Regions from separate parts of the Mus musculus genome. Here all the other regions are linked to region 5. A link is a contact called in public Micro-C and promoter capture Hi-C data. All regions are on one chromosome and are shown on one strand. Each heading gives the region's core, a stretch centred on a gene start, on an enhancer-like site or on the middle of the called end of the contact. The rest is flanking DNA. Distances are from core to core; before and after follow the strand shown.

Region 1 (2,700 bases), core at 43-2,542, 600 kb before region 5:
TGTGAATCATACCAACTTTCAAGTTTGAGCTCAGAGAAGATTGGAATTTGAGGCCAAAGAAGGCAAAATATTTCCCTTTCCCATTCGTGTTAAGTTCTTCAGTGATGGGTAATGGAAACAGATGGCTGTGGGTTCAAACACAGGCTCTATCCCTACCTACCTGCCTGTTTGCATCACAGACGACTTTTGCAATGGGTAGATGGGCCAGAACCCCAGCTCCGAATGATGATGTTAGTTACGCAGCCAAGCACAGGCCACATCCTTACTTATTAGATGGGGAAATAATCTTCCTTTGCAGGGCTGTAAGGACTAGAGACTAATGCATGGAGATATAAACTGACTGCCTGGCAGCACAGGAGGGAAAGGTCTGCAGCCACTTTAACCAGAGCCCTTTAGGGTCTCGGCAGTTTAGGTGGCCAAGTGGTTCCACATTTGATTTATTATCTTTATCCCTCTCCGAGAGCCAAGTAGGTCCTGCCCAAAGGCCACAGCACGTAGAAGACAGGTTTGTTTCACAGCAGAGGTGCCAAGTAGCACCCAAACCCAGTCTCACCCGCCTTTCCACCACGAAGCCCTTGGCGCCAAACAGTGTTGCTTCAGCTGCTAGTACTTAATGTGCCTGTGCTTGGAACCATTTTCAGCTCCTGGGAGCAATATGGAGTGCTCCCTGCTCAGTCCCTTGCTTTCTCCGCGACTAGAACCTGTGTGCTTGAAGACTCCGGTCCAGTTTAACTCTCCTTCAAGGTTCACCAAGTTGTGGGCCCAGGGCCAGTGGAGTGAGGGTGGATGGTGGGGAGGAGAAGGAGGAATTTTGACAGGAAGGGGTCCAGAAGGGTCTTGGCTGACGCAGCATTAGCCATGCTCCGGACCCTAGGGTGGGAGAGGGAACAGGGAAGGTACTTGTGCCCGGGAAGGTTGCAAACTCCTTGAGGAAGAAGCTGAGCGCGGAGGAACTGGAAGGAAGGAGCCCTCTCGGTTCTCCTCAGGTGCGGGGGGCCTGCCTGGGTGCGGTCCCAGCCCGCAGGCTGGCAGGCGGAGGTGGTGCGCTGGAGGCACCCGGTGTTGGGGGCGTGGTGCTGCGGCCGGCCGGGGCGGCGGCGCGAGCTCCCGGGAAGTGGGCCCCCCGCCAAGCCCGGCGCCGTGGGCTCGGCCCTCCCTCTCGGCGCCCAGCGGGACCCTGCGCCTGTGTCGGGAGAGGCCGGCGTCCGGCAGATGCACGCGGGGCGGGGGCCGGGGGAGAGGCGGGGAGAGAGAACCCACAACAAAACTTGGCTCGCTGCGCCCACGGCTCGACTTGAATGACAGGAGCCGGCGCCCGCGGAGCGCAGCGGACACCCGCGAGCCTGTTCCGCCCACGGCGCGGCGCGCAGCGGCAGGTAGGACGCGGGCAGCCGGTGAGCCGAGGGACCACGGGCCACCGGCTGCGCCCGGGCAGCTCTCTCTGACATCCCGCCGTGCTCCCACTGCCACAGCCGCGATAGGGGAGGATCGCCGTATCCCACCCTGTCGGGCGGACCCCGCGCAAGGGGCACGGTTAGGCACACCTCCATATGGGGTGGCGGCCCCCCTGCGGGATCCGGAGCAAGGGGCAGGGGACCCTTTTTTTACTCGATATTCAGTCCCTGCCTTCGGGCTCCTCCCGCTGCGCACATCTGGAAAGAATCTGCGAGCGGATGGGGAGGGGAGGTGGAGGCACACGGGCGGGTGACAGGGACTGTGGGGGCAGGTGGAACTGGGAAGGGGCCTGAACCTCTGCACCGAGAACTGGGACCCAGGGCATCCTGCGTCTTTTCACGTCAGTTTGTCGGGGGCTTCACCGAGTCCAACACCGACCTCTTTACATACAGAAACAAGCACAGAAAGGCAGATATCAGTCCCCAGGGAGCCAGGGCAGGTGAGGCGCACAGTCAAGCAGCGGAACTTGGTTTCGGCAGTTTAGGTGCAGTCTAACTAACACAGGGCACTGCACTCCGACCATTCCGTCTAGGCAGCTGCTTCCAGCGGAACACAGAAAGGGACAGGGCAAGGAGCACGGTCGTCCCCAGGTTGTGTGGGTCTCAGAACCACTATCAGCCTGGTGCAGGGTGGGGGTTGGGGTGGACCGGGATGGGTGAGTTGGAATAGCTGACCTGCAGTCAGGTGGAAGAAGGGGGTGGGGTCGGCTTGGGATTCCAGTGCTGGGGCCCCGGGTTGGGAGGCAGCTGCTGCTGAAGAAGGCGTGCAGGGAGGGCTGTCGCCCAGGCTAGGATGCAGGTGTGCAAGAGGTGGCAGGAGGATGAGCATTAGCAGCCTGCATGTCTGCTGGGGGAGGTGCAACCGCGCTCTGCCTGGCACGAAGAGGCACCTGGTCTGCTGGGCAGACCCCTGGGTAGGCCTTTCCTTCTCCACCTCTCCCTTTTGCCCTGGAAAAGCCCAAATGACCAGATCCCGGGCTCACAGGGCGAACACCACTGGGAAGGGCCCGGGCTGCTCTGGAAAAAGTCATCAATGACTGGTCTGGGGCTTCTGCCCCCTTCCGTACACTCTCGGAGCCCTTGGCCCAGTCTTCGGTGTGTAAGGTAAGAAGTGTCAGATGTCAGAGTCAATGACCTGTGCACCATGAGAGCTACTCTTTGTCCCTTCCGTCTGAATCCTGGGTAGGAGGTGGCACCTGTAGGCTTGTTGGAGCCATACAAAGAGTGTTGATCATGACTTATTGGA
Region 2 (2,700 bases), core at 19-2,518, 780 kb after region 5:
GAGCCAGAGGTAAGAGAATCAGCTAGGTTTGCACATCTGAGTTCCAGGACATCGGAGGAAATGAAAATCTGCCGCAACAAAAAAGTCAATATTGTTTTAACTGCTCCTCTCACCCACCACACATTCCTGGTCAGTTTGCATCTTCACTGTCCAAACTGTTGAATTTCTGACCTATATATTCTCCCATCTTTGGAGAACATAGTACACGCTATTTGAAACTTAGTGAGGCAGAATCTCTTCAGACAATGGTGCCCCTGCAGATCTGAGTATCACCCTGCAAAGCACCCTCTGGCCAAACCAGAAACCTGCCCTCATCTACTCTGCTCCACAGTACTGTCACAGTTTTTAGTCCTCTGGCCCAGCCTGCTCCACCTGACCAGCCTGCACCTCAGTTCAAGATACCATCATCCGTGACTGTTAAAACAGTCTCTACTGGCCTCCTTGCATTCCTTACACTTTCAACTTAACACAGGCATTGGTAATGACAGTTTCTTGCTGCCTTTCGAGTGTACCGCAGATCTCACCTGTAAGAGGCCTTTTCCCTGCCTTCGCCCTATTTCAGGTACACAGTACATGAACACACACACGATCCAGTCAGGAAAACTGCACACAGTGTGCTTGCAATGCCTAGTGCCCTAAAGGTTTGTGTATTATGATGCCCAATTCATAGGCTCTGAGATGGATCATAGGGTCATAGGCTCTGATTTGTGTCAGGTGACATCAAAAGGCCCATGGCCATTCTGGATTGCGGGAATTTGCCTCCAAATACCACCAACGTCAGCGCAGCATACAACAGCGATGAAACTTCCAACCCCTGCTCTATCTTGGCCTTTACGAGGAGTGAGCGTACTGCGGTCACTTCATTCCTCTTTAGAACCCTAAGGCGGCTGAGCCACCAGGTCATCCCCGGGACCGGTCCAAAATGGGCCCTTTTAGGAACTCTGTGCCTCTAAGTAAGGGCCACGCAAGGATAACTAGGGCGGAAGTGTTGCTCTCAAACAGCGGGGGTGGAGATGGGGAAAGGTGAACTGCAACCGAGCACACGACTATCCAATAGCCTGTGGCGACTGAGAGGATGCACGCGAGACAGCAGACACCAGATCGTGGGTGCGCGTGCCCAGAAACTGTCCCTAGATTCGCTGGGCCCTTCCTAGCCACCCTCCAAGTCCAGCGGCCACCGATGCTCACCAGCAGCAACTCAATACCTGAGTCGGGCGCTCTTCAGTCACGCAAAGCCAGTGCGCCTGCGCCGACATGGCCGGAGCCTCGCCCCCTGTGTTTCTCACCAATCGGAAAGCCGCACTCACGGGAGGGGGCGGGATGCTCCGGTCCCACGCTCTGGAGAGAGGCTGGAGAGGTTTTCCGGAAAGCAAACCAAAGAGCCTCGCTCTCCCGCCAAGATTCCGGAAGTGCCCTCTAGGAATTAGCAAGGTTCAACTCTATGATCAAACCTTACTTTAAAGGATTTGAGTCCTGTTTTTACCGCCCACTGCTAGGCCCGGTCTATGTGGAGAGCAGGTTCATTGACAATAGCTATGTTTCAAATCTACGCTATGATTGAACAAGCCACAATTTAAATGAGTTTAAAACTATGAAACACTTGCATAAGGTCACCTGTATTACAATAGCCAAGGAAGTCTTTTTAAAAAATTTTATGAAGCAGAGATGGGGTTTAATAAAGACATTTTAATATAGGCTGAAGCACTAGGCTTAAAAGCACCAGGGGAACTGGAGAGCACGGATGTGGCTTCTCAAAGGCGAGTGTCCCTGAGTCTTGAAGATGCGACTTGAAACATTCGTTGCTGTGCTGGTTAACAACCACTGCTGTGCTTCAGAGAACCAGTGTTCGGTTCTCAGCACCCACAATCACTGAAACGCCAGCTCCAGGGAACTCCAAAACCTTCTGACCACTGAGGATACCCACCTCCACTCCCACACAAACTCACACACACATACAATGAGGCTGGGTCTTTTCTTCATTTACAAGATGTATATGTACATGGTTTACATAAGTGTGTTATGTGGTATGTTTGTATGTGTGTAGGAACACATATACACGTGTGAACTAGTGTGTGAAGGCCCAAAGCTTTCATAGGTGTTTCTCATCCATCTCTACCTTATACACTGAGGCTCTGAACCCCCTCTTCATGTTTCATGGCACCCACTTTACCTGATGAGCTGTCTCCCCAGCCCTCACAAAATAGTTTATGAATAATTACATAGTACACGCTACTGCTGCAGCTGTGGGGAAGCAGAGAATGGGGAAAACAGCTCCCAACATTCATGTTAGAAGTGATGGCCTGTAAGCTGACACAGTCAAACTTCAGCCGACCAAGTGTCTTAGTCTGCTTTCAGTGGCTGTGAGAAAGATAACAACCAAAAGCAACTTGGGGAGGAAAGGGTTTGTTTTAGCTTATGAGTTACCGTCCATCCCTGGGGTGGGGGTGGGTAGCGAGGAGTCAAGTCTCAGGACAGGAACCTGGAGACAGGAATTGAAGCAAACACCACTGAGAAATACCGCTTACTGGCTTGTTCCTCATGGCTTGCTCAGCCGGCCTTCTTGTACAACCCTGGAGCACATGTGCAAGGGTGGCACCTCCCACAATGCACTGGGCCCTCCCATGTCGGTCATTAATCAAGAAGACTGGCCTGCAGTGGAGCCTCATGGGGACAGTTTCCTAACTGAGGTTCCTCTTCCCA
Region 3 (2,700 bases), core at 86-2,585, 810 kb after region 5:
CTGGAACCATGGAGGCATCCCTCAAAGGGAAATTTCAAAGCAAATCTGAGAGCTACTGGGGGCTATGCAGGCCACAGGACCAGGAGGTACCCCGGGTAAGACACAGGAAGGAAGAGAGCTATGTGGAGCCCACCCACTGTAAACGGAGTGGATGTGGGGTGTAGTGAAAGCCTGGATAGAGGACGGAGGGCCTTGGATGTCACTCAAGCCTAAGTCATTCTGCCAGCAGGAGGAGGGGAGGCTGAGTTGAGGATGTAGCCAGTGAGATGCAGCAACTGTATATCTGCTGAGTGAAACGCTGGCACAGGAGAGCAGAGCTGGAGAGTGACCACAAAGCCAGGCAGGACACTTCAGAGGCTGGGCTGCCAGAGAAAGCTCGTATAAGCTGAGGCAGTGGCAAAATTGGGGTTTAGAAGGATAGGTGGATGAGGGGAGAAAGGAGGAAGAACAATCTGTCAAGTTTTGGTGTCTGATTGTACCTCTTACTTGTTGGCAGAGGAGGGAGAAGGGATGTGTTAGCCTGATTGGAGGATTTGTCTTGGTGCTGAAACAGAAAGCTAGGTGGGCAGCACCCAGGAACGCAAAGCTACCGGGTGACCTGGGGCGGGAATGGTGGCGGGCACCCCAGCAAAGGAAATGAATGACCACAGTCCTTCCAGCACCCACCTGCTGACCATAGCCCAGCGCTTTGTCGTAGAGGGCGATGCCCGCCTCCAGCACCTGCGCGCGCTCCTCTGGACTGGCACAGCCCACGTCGAAGCCATGCGCATATCCCTGCTCCGCCAGGCAGCGGGCAGCGCGGAGCCTGGGGTCTCCAGCATCCTCGGGGTCCCCTTCCAGGCCCATGAGGCTGGCCAGTCGCCCGGCGGACGCCTCCTCCTCTTCTTCCTGGCCCAGCTGCCCGTAGACGTGTGCCAGATTGGCCCAGGCGTTGAGGTTGCCAGGGTCTTTGCGGGCCACTTCCAGGAAATGCTCGCGGGCATCACCCAGCTCCTCCAGGTAGAAGGAAAAGGTTCCCAAGAGGTGACGCACGGCAGGCAGCTGCGGGGTGGCCACCAGCTCCAGCTCCTGCCGCAGACCCTCTCGCTGGAGCTTCAGGTCCCGGGCGCGCAGCTGAGCGGGTGAGCGCGGCTCGAAGTTGAGCTGCATCTCCAGGTGGAAGTGGCCGGGCAGATAGTCCAGTTCATCGAGAAGGGTGTCCAGGTCCTCGGCTCCGACCTCGGCCTCCGTCATGGCTGCCCCTGACTGCCCTGGCCTCCCCTAGCTCCCAAGGACAGTGGATGGGGCGGCCCCGGAGGGAGCCCCGCACGGCGGTCCGGGGCACCTCTTGCAAGTGGGTGGTACCCAGAGCCGGCCAAGGGCTCGCCCTGTAGGTGTTTCCGCTTTCGCTGCTAGACAGCAGCATTGCACAAGCAGGTGTGCCTGAAAAACAGGTGTGGTGCTTTGCCAAACGGGAGGCTCACAAACCCAGTAAGTGGCAAGGGCAGATTTCGACTACTCAGCAGATGAAGAGAGAGGTTCAGAAGAGAAAGGTGCCAAGGTCACAGAACCAGGTCAAGCTCAAGGAGACCTGGAGCCTCGGGTTGCCCAGGCCGGCCAAGTCCTTCCTCCATTGGCAATGCTCCACCCTCCACACAGAGCTGTCAGGACAGGCCCTTCCAGCTGAGCAAGCCTTGCCCACTCCAGAGCTGTGTGTGTATTCTAGAGCGCTTCCGCTGAACACAGCAGGCCACCGCCCCTCCAGTCTGTGCATCTGGCCTCTCAACTGAATATCTTGGCTCTCCTCTGCTCAGCAGGGGCCCAAACAGCAAAAACTAAGGTGCCTAGGTGCTAGGTTCTACTTCTGTTTCTCCATCCCTAATAAAAAGCACTACCCCTTATACTTCCGCTTTCCTCCTCTGTGACAGGACGCAGTTCCCTGTGAGGGACCAGGAGATACCTAGGTAAAACCAATGAATGCCTGCCCTGGGTATGCCTGGGCTTCACTCATCTGGATCAGTGTCCAGCCGGTCCTGCTCCCTGCTCTGAGACTGCTGTCTTCTTGCTCTATGCTGTCTCCCTCAGGGGCCCACCTGGCTTCTAGTGTGCAGGTTGAACTGGGGTGCCCTGTGTGATAAAGCAGAGTCCCCTGTAGACTAGGCTTTCCGGAATGTCTGGACCTTGGACTCTTCCTCACTTATCCTGAGGCTGGGCTCTTGCCTCCCTTGCCTCAACCTCGTTGGAAGGAGGCCAGCATTTTCACTAGAGAAAATAGAGCTGGTTAGTGAATTTGAAGAAACTATGACTTTAGCAACTTTTTATTAAAAAAAAAAGATTTATTTATTTTATGTATATGATTACACTGTAGCTGTTCAGGTGATTGTGAGCCTTCATGTGGTTGTTGGGAATTGAATTTAGGACCTCTGCTTGCTCCAGTCAATCCCACTCGCTCTGGCTCGCTCTGGTCGGCTCCACTAGCTCAGGCCCAAAGATTTATTTACTATTATACATAAGTACACCATAGCTGTCTTCAGACACACCAGAAGAGAGCATCAGATCTCATTATGGGTGGTTGTGAGCCACCATGTGGTTGCTGGGATTTGAACTCAGGACTTATGGAAGAGCAGTCGGTGCTCTTACCCGCTGAGCCATCTCACCAGCCCTTTAGCAATATTTTCAAGTCAAAACATTTGGATGCTATTTGTACTGGTTTTAGACTTT
Region 4 (2,700 bases), core at 142-2,641, 520 kb after region 5:
AGAGAGAGAGAGAGAGAGAGAGAGAGAGAGGTCAGATCACATTAAGGCTCGCTCTGGACCCTGCCAGTGACTGTGAGCCCGGTCTGTGCCATCCCATTGTGGCCACGACAAGAGGTGAGTACCTATCACCCCAGACAGAACAGCTAGTGGGTGGGTACCACAGACAAGCTGCACCAAGCCGCGGGAGCCGGAGACCGGTCCCCAAACTTGAACTTCCAAGTGGCACTGGGACTAAACCCACCTAGGTCTCGCAAACTCGCAAGCCCCTTACAAGAGCCCTGCCTGAGCCACCCTCCTTTTCCCAGCCCACTTCAGCTCCCTGCTTTAGCCCAGCTTTGGGGTCCGAACGGACTCGGTCCCAGTCCGGGTACTTGGCGCGCTCTGGAGAGGGCAGCAAAGCGCCGCCCTCAGCATCTCCCCCTCAAACAACTGTCCCCCAAGCCTGGGGCCGGGCCGGCGCCGCCAGCCCAGCCCAGCCCAGCCCGGACGCCCCGGAGCGCACCGGGCTGACGGGGAGGCCGCTGGCTGGGTAGGGAGAGCGCTCCCGGGCGAACAAAGCCCCCGGCACGCACTCCTCACGCCGCGGGCGGACAAAAGGAGCCTTCGGGGCTGCAGAAAGCCACGCGCCCCCTGCCCGCACTCGGTGGGCAAAGTAAGGGCCCCGCGCCCAGCGGGCCGAGCGCACCGGCTCCGAGTGGGACCTCGCCCACCCTCGTCGCGGACCCCCGCGCCCGCTCTGCCCCGCGCCTACCAACTACCCTCGCCCACCGCTGCCCTGCCGCCCCTTCAGGGTGCCCCAGCCTCCGCCGGCGCCCAACAATGGGCTCTCCACGCCACCGCCGCCGCCGCGGGGCAGAGACCCGGGCCCCAGGGGCACCAGGCGGCGCGACCCCCGCGCCCACCTGCCTCCCGCCACCCGCGGCGCGGCCCCACTCGCGAGAGGCTTACTTTTCCCGAGCCTGCCCGTCCGAGGGCACCGCCGAGCCTTTGCCTTTGGCAAACATGGCTTGCAGAGAAGAGGGCGCCGAGCCCGCCGCCGCCGCCGCCGCTACCGTCCGGTCTCCCGAGCTGCCCTGCTCCCGGCCCCCTCCCGGCGCTCGCCCGCTCGCTCGCACTCCGCTCGCCGCGCTCCCTCCCTCCCAGGCGCAGGCTCCGCGCTCTTTCCAGCTGTCAAAGCGTCAGCCCCGGCCGCGGCCCCATCGCCCTGGAACTCCTCCCGCGCCGGCTCGGCCTGAGCTGCGCCGCCGCCCGCCCGAAGCCTGCAGCTCGCTTGCTCGCGGCCCGCGCGCCCGCCGCCCGGCTCCGCCTGCGCCGCCCTCTGCGCCTTCAGCACCGCTGCCGCTGCCGCCGCCGCCGCCGCTGGTCTACTTGGAGCTCAACCGAACGTGGCTGCCCCGGCAGGAGCGCGGCGGGCGTCCACGCCCCGCGACGGACGGCCGCGGCGGCCAATCGGCGCGCGGGGGCGGGCCTGGAGGCCGAGAGGGACGCCTGTCAGCACGGCCGCGCCAGTCCCGCTGCGCCTCCTCCGCGAGCCGCTGCCCGCTCGTGCCCCGGCCGGGGGAGCGGGGGGCGAGCCTTGGCGTTGGGGTGGGGCGGTGACTCGAGGGGCTCGGGCGTGGACTGGAGCACCCGGCCGGCGCGGCGGGGACTGGGCGCTGCGACAGCAGGCGCGGACCCCGGCTGGCCCGGCGCGCCCCTTTCCGCGTCGGCCTAGCCCCCAGCGCCCCCGCCTCCCCGTGCTGAGCGTACCCTCAGCGGGCCAGGACCCCGGCCGGCCCTGCTCCCCTCTCCGCCCCACCCCGGGCTGCCTGTGCCCAGCCCTGCCTCCCGAGCCCCGGCCAGGGCTGCACGCGGAGCTGGGCGGCCGAAGCTGGCGCCAAAGCGCGCGGCTGCTTCTTTACTAGATCGTTAAAATACTTTGGGAAACCCCAAAGTGGAGCCGCGCGAAAATGGCCCTTGGCGTGCTCCAGGCAAGCTGTAGGAGGGAAAAGAGGTCTTGGACTAGAGGGAAAGAGAGTTGATTTCTCTCAAATTTCTGAGGTTTGCTAGCCCTGGCAAGTTAGCCTCTCGCCTTTCCACGGGAAAGGGTTCCGTTTGGATGAGGGACGTCACCTGGACGCCTCGCGACTCGGAATGCGCGCCGCAGAAATCTCAAACTTCAAATAAATGGAGCTAAATTGGAGAGTAGGGGACCAGAGTCGGGCGTGGGGGGAGGGGAAGCTTCCATTGTCAATGACCCAGGTGTACAATGGGAAATGGGGGGTTGGCAGAGTGACCAAGCTTTTTGCTCACGACTCCTTTCTGTCCACTCGAGGAACCCAAAAACCTGCAGTGTATTCTCATTGGAGTCTCCAAATCAAAAACTGGTGAGATAAGGGATGGCTCCCCATTTTCATACTGTTTTTAGAGCGCGGTTCTCTTTAAATGTGATAAAACATTGTCGGCACTGTCTCTTTAAAAGAGTCAAGCAGAAAAGCTGTGTAAGCGCTGATTGGCTGCCTGTTTGGATACATCTTTAGGGGAGCCTTGAAACTGTTAGCCTAGGTTGATTTTTTTTTTTTTTAACTGCGCTGTTCCAATAAACAAGTAACGCCCCTCCCCCTAACATGCCTCACACCAAACAATTAAAGGATAGGTCAGTGTCCTGGGGAAAACACGTTTTAAGTAGGAAAACTCAGAACTAGATTTCAACAAAATAAA
Region 5 (2,700 bases), core at 182-2,681:
ATGCCTATTTGGTTTAAATTGGATGCTTCCAGGCATCAGTTCAGACTGACAGGCGAGTCCCAATCAACTACAGAGATACTGAGACATTAAGGAACTCTTAAGGAAGTTCCATGAAGTTCTAGAATCCCTACAGAGCCGGTGGCAGAGACACCGGTACCACAGACCTGACCTCAGCATGCCCGCGGTCAGCACACTGGTGCGGTGGAACTCACCCTTCCCGCTGCCGGTCTTGGACACACCATAGTCTCGAGGGCTCCGGGGCCGAAGGAGATCGTGGGCACGTGGTGGTGGCACCGGTAGCCGAGGCAGCAGGTCTAGCGGGTTCCCGTCCCCGCAGCCGCCACCACTCACAGCAATCCTGAAGGCCATGTGCGCTCCCAGGCTGACAGGCCCGCGGCCCTGGCCAGGAGCACCAGGGGCCTCCTTTGGCCTCTTGTCCGAAAGTGCCTCGGCCACCTCGCAATGCATGGCGCCGGGGCGGGGCGCACGGCTGGGGGTCGCGCCAGGCTCCTGCGGAGGGAAGAAAGCACCGAGCTTTAGAAAGCGGGAAACTCCATCCCTAGATCACAGTTTGGGCAGTCACGTTCTATTTAGTCCTGATCTCAAAAAAAAAAAAAAAGTTAGCGTCACCACACCGACCCCATTCCCTGAGCCACCTGACCCCGCGCACCGTGGTCGTCCCGCTTTCGCTGCCGTCGCCCTAGGCCCGCACGTTCCGGAGAATCCCCTGCGCCCTCCCACCCTAATCCGCTTCCACCCAGGGTCAGCCCTCTTCAGACGAATGGCAAAACTAAGACCAAGGATAGGATGGGAGTTCCCTAAAGGGACAGGGAGAGGGCAGTAAACTAGGATGGGATGGGAGTTCCTGTCCGGAATTCCCTAAAGGGACAGGGAGAGGGCAGCAGCCTGACTCCCAGAGCAGGGTCACAGGGGAGCAGGGAAAGACTCAGATGGGTCCCTGGCTGCGCACCTCTAGGTGCCCCGGGGCGGGCTGAGCAGAGCCCAGGCACTGAACACGCACCGCCGCCGGGTGCAGACGCAGAATTTCCGCGAGCCCCGCCACTAGCCAGACACCGGGCTGAGGATGAGCGCGCACGCCCACTGCGCGAGCCCACAAAGCGCACTCGAGAGCCGTAAATCCAGGAGCCCCGGCGCCCGGGAGCCCGCACAGCCAGAGTCGCCCACGCACGCCGGCTCGCACGCACACTCGCGACCCGTCGATGCGCCCTCCGAGACCAGCCATGCCACACACCCCATTCACCGGCTCACACTCCGCTCCGCCGGCAGCCGCAAGTCTCACGCCGGAGCCTCAGCATCATTTCCAGCATCATTCCCGCGAGAGCGAGGCCTCAGGGCCCCCAAATTCGCCTCGCCCCTCGGCGAGCCCCGCGCCACCCCAGAGCTCCCGGATTCGGACGCCACTGGGTCCCCGGCGCCGGCCGCGCCCCTTCTCACCTCGCCGCGGGCGCAGCGGCTCGCGGGGCACACAGCACGGCGCGCCTCCTCTGGCGCCGCAGCCCCCGCAGCCGCCGCCGCCACCGCCACGGCCGCCGCGTCCTACGGGGCGACACCCCGGGGGCGGGGCGGCCCGCTGCTGCCCACAGCCGCTCGGGCCGCGACTCTTGGGGGCTGCCGGACCAAGCCAATGGCGGCTCGAGGGCGTGCCGCTCGCCTGGGGGCCTGGGCGGGGCGGCGCGCGCCCAGGCTGAGGTTTTGACAGCGGCCGGAGCCCTGCACGCCGGCTGCCGGGACGCCGCCGGACTCTGCGGCTGCCAGAGGAGGAGGCCAGCCGAAGGCAGAGCCAGCACAACCCGGCTTCCTCTGCTCCCCGGCGGGATTCTGCTCCTCCCCGGGTCGCGTTTTCTCCCGGGTAAATGGGAATGGCGGTACCTGCTAAGCGGAGGTAACAAATACAGAAGTGCTTGACAAGTTGTTTTGGTTTTGCAGACTCTAACCAGCTCACTTCAAGTGGCACAGATTTCACTGCAAGTCATAGCAAAGCTGGCCTTTGTCATCTGAACCCAGGCCTCAGCCCACTTTCTCACTTTACTTTCGTGTTGTTTTCTAGAAAGGGTTCATCCAGACGAGAGAGGAGCTCCGCGTTCTCCTGTACCCATTCCTTGCCATGTCCTCCGCGCTCCAGGCAGCAGGGTCTCAACTGTAGGAAGAGCCCTTGATGAGGCTTCATAGTGACTAGAAGCAATGGGTCAGCCCCCATCCCTGAAGCGTGCAAAATGGGGTGTTCGTTCATGTCTCTGACCGATTTTCTGGGGTCTACTGAAGGATCTAGGGTAGCCCCAAAATGTCTCTGCATGCTGTCAACATCTCCCACTATGCACAAAATGTTTGAGAATAGAGGACCTTAGTCTTAAACTGTGGAAGTGTGTTTCTGCAACCGGCCTGGTTCACAGACTGGGGTTCCACACAGGAAGACAACCCAAGCAGTTTCCCAGCATCTTAACAAAACAAAGATTTTTTTTTTCCAGTCACAAAAAGTTAAGATTTGCCAGGCATGCTGGCACACGCCTTTAATCCCAGCAGGCGGATTTCTGAGTTCGAGGCCAGCCTGGTCTACAAAGTGAGTTCCAGGACAGCCAGGGCTATACAGAGAAACCCTGTCTCGGAAGAAAAAAAAAAGTTTTTTAAAAAAAGATTTAATTTCCTATACCTTATTTGTTTGGAGACTTAGAAACAGCAGAA

The links. Promoter capture Hi-C pulls out the DNA fragments that hold promoters and counts their contacts. A called contact is a pair of places that touch in the nucleus more often than the background predicts.
Region 1: a contact with region 5 is called in a Micro-C map of embryonic stem cells, with 3 times the contacts expected there. The contact joins the promoter of Podn here to the promoter of Glis1 in region 5. A contact is called at or near these places in 2 of 39 promoter capture datasets (embryonic stem cells and stem cell-derived epiblast-like cells) and 1 of 484 Hi-C or Micro-C datasets (embryonic stem cells).
Region 2: a Micro-C map of embryonic stem cells shows a contact between it and region 5, with 2.6 times the contacts expected there. The contact joins the promoter of Pars2 here to the promoter of Glis1 in region 5. A contact is called at or near these places in 2 of 39 promoter capture datasets (cranial neural crest and embryonic stem cells), 1 of 484 Hi-C or Micro-C datasets (embryonic stem cells) and 1 of 115 datasets of contacts at active chromatin or transcription factors (pro-B cells).
Region 3: a contact with region 5 is called in a promoter capture Hi-C map of embryonic stem cells. The contact joins the promoter of Ttc22 here to the promoter of Glis1 in region 5. A contact is called at or near these places in 6 of 39 promoter capture datasets (cranial neural crest, embryonic stem cells, hippocampal neurons and 1 more) and 1 of 9 other capture datasets (embryonic stem cells).
Region 4: a Micro-C map of embryonic stem cells shows a contact between it and region 5, with 5 times the contacts expected there. The contact joins the promoter of Ssbp3 here to the promoter of Glis1 in region 5. A contact is called at or near these places in 3 of 39 promoter capture datasets (maxillary cranial neural crest, neutrophils and second pharyngeal arch cranial neural crest) and 2 of 484 Hi-C or Micro-C datasets (both in embryonic stem cells).

The regions. Positions count from the first base shown.
Region 1 is chr4:108,030,546-108,033,245 of GRCm38.p6, reverse strand. It overlaps Podn (podocan), which reads left to right and starts at 1,292. Exons shown (of 13, transcript NM_172874.4): 1 at 1,292-1,376.
Region 2 is chr4:106,649,637-106,652,336 of GRCm38.p6, reverse strand. Pars2 (prolyl-tRNA synthetase (mitochondrial)(putative)) reads right to left here and starts at 1,268. Exons shown (of 2, transcript NM_172272.2): 1 at 1,206-1,268.
Region 3 is chr4:106,621,084-106,623,783 of GRCm38.p6, reverse strand. It overlaps Ttc22 (tetratricopeptide repeat domain 22), which reads right to left and starts at 1,335. Exons shown (of 7, transcript NM_177667.5): 1 at 667-1,335. The coding sequence starts at 1,233.
Region 4 is chr4:106,910,161-106,912,860 of GRCm38.p6, reverse strand. It overlaps Ssbp3 (single-stranded DNA binding protein 3), which reads right to left and starts at 1,391. Exons shown (of 18, transcript NM_023672.2): 1 at 949-1,391. The coding sequence starts at 1,004.
Region 5 is chr4:107,433,450-107,436,149 of GRCm38.p6, reverse strand. It overlaps Glis1 (GLIS family zinc finger 1), which reads right to left and starts at 1,431. Exons shown (of 11, transcript NM_147221.2): 1 at 1,253-1,431; 2 at 213-510. The coding sequence starts at 468. Gm46866 (Holliday junction resolvase MOC1, chloroplastic-like) reads left to right here and starts at 895. Exons shown (of 2, transcript XM_030253946.1): 1 at 895-1,870; 2 at 2,069-2,373. The coding sequence starts at 1,085. The coding sequence ends at 1,717.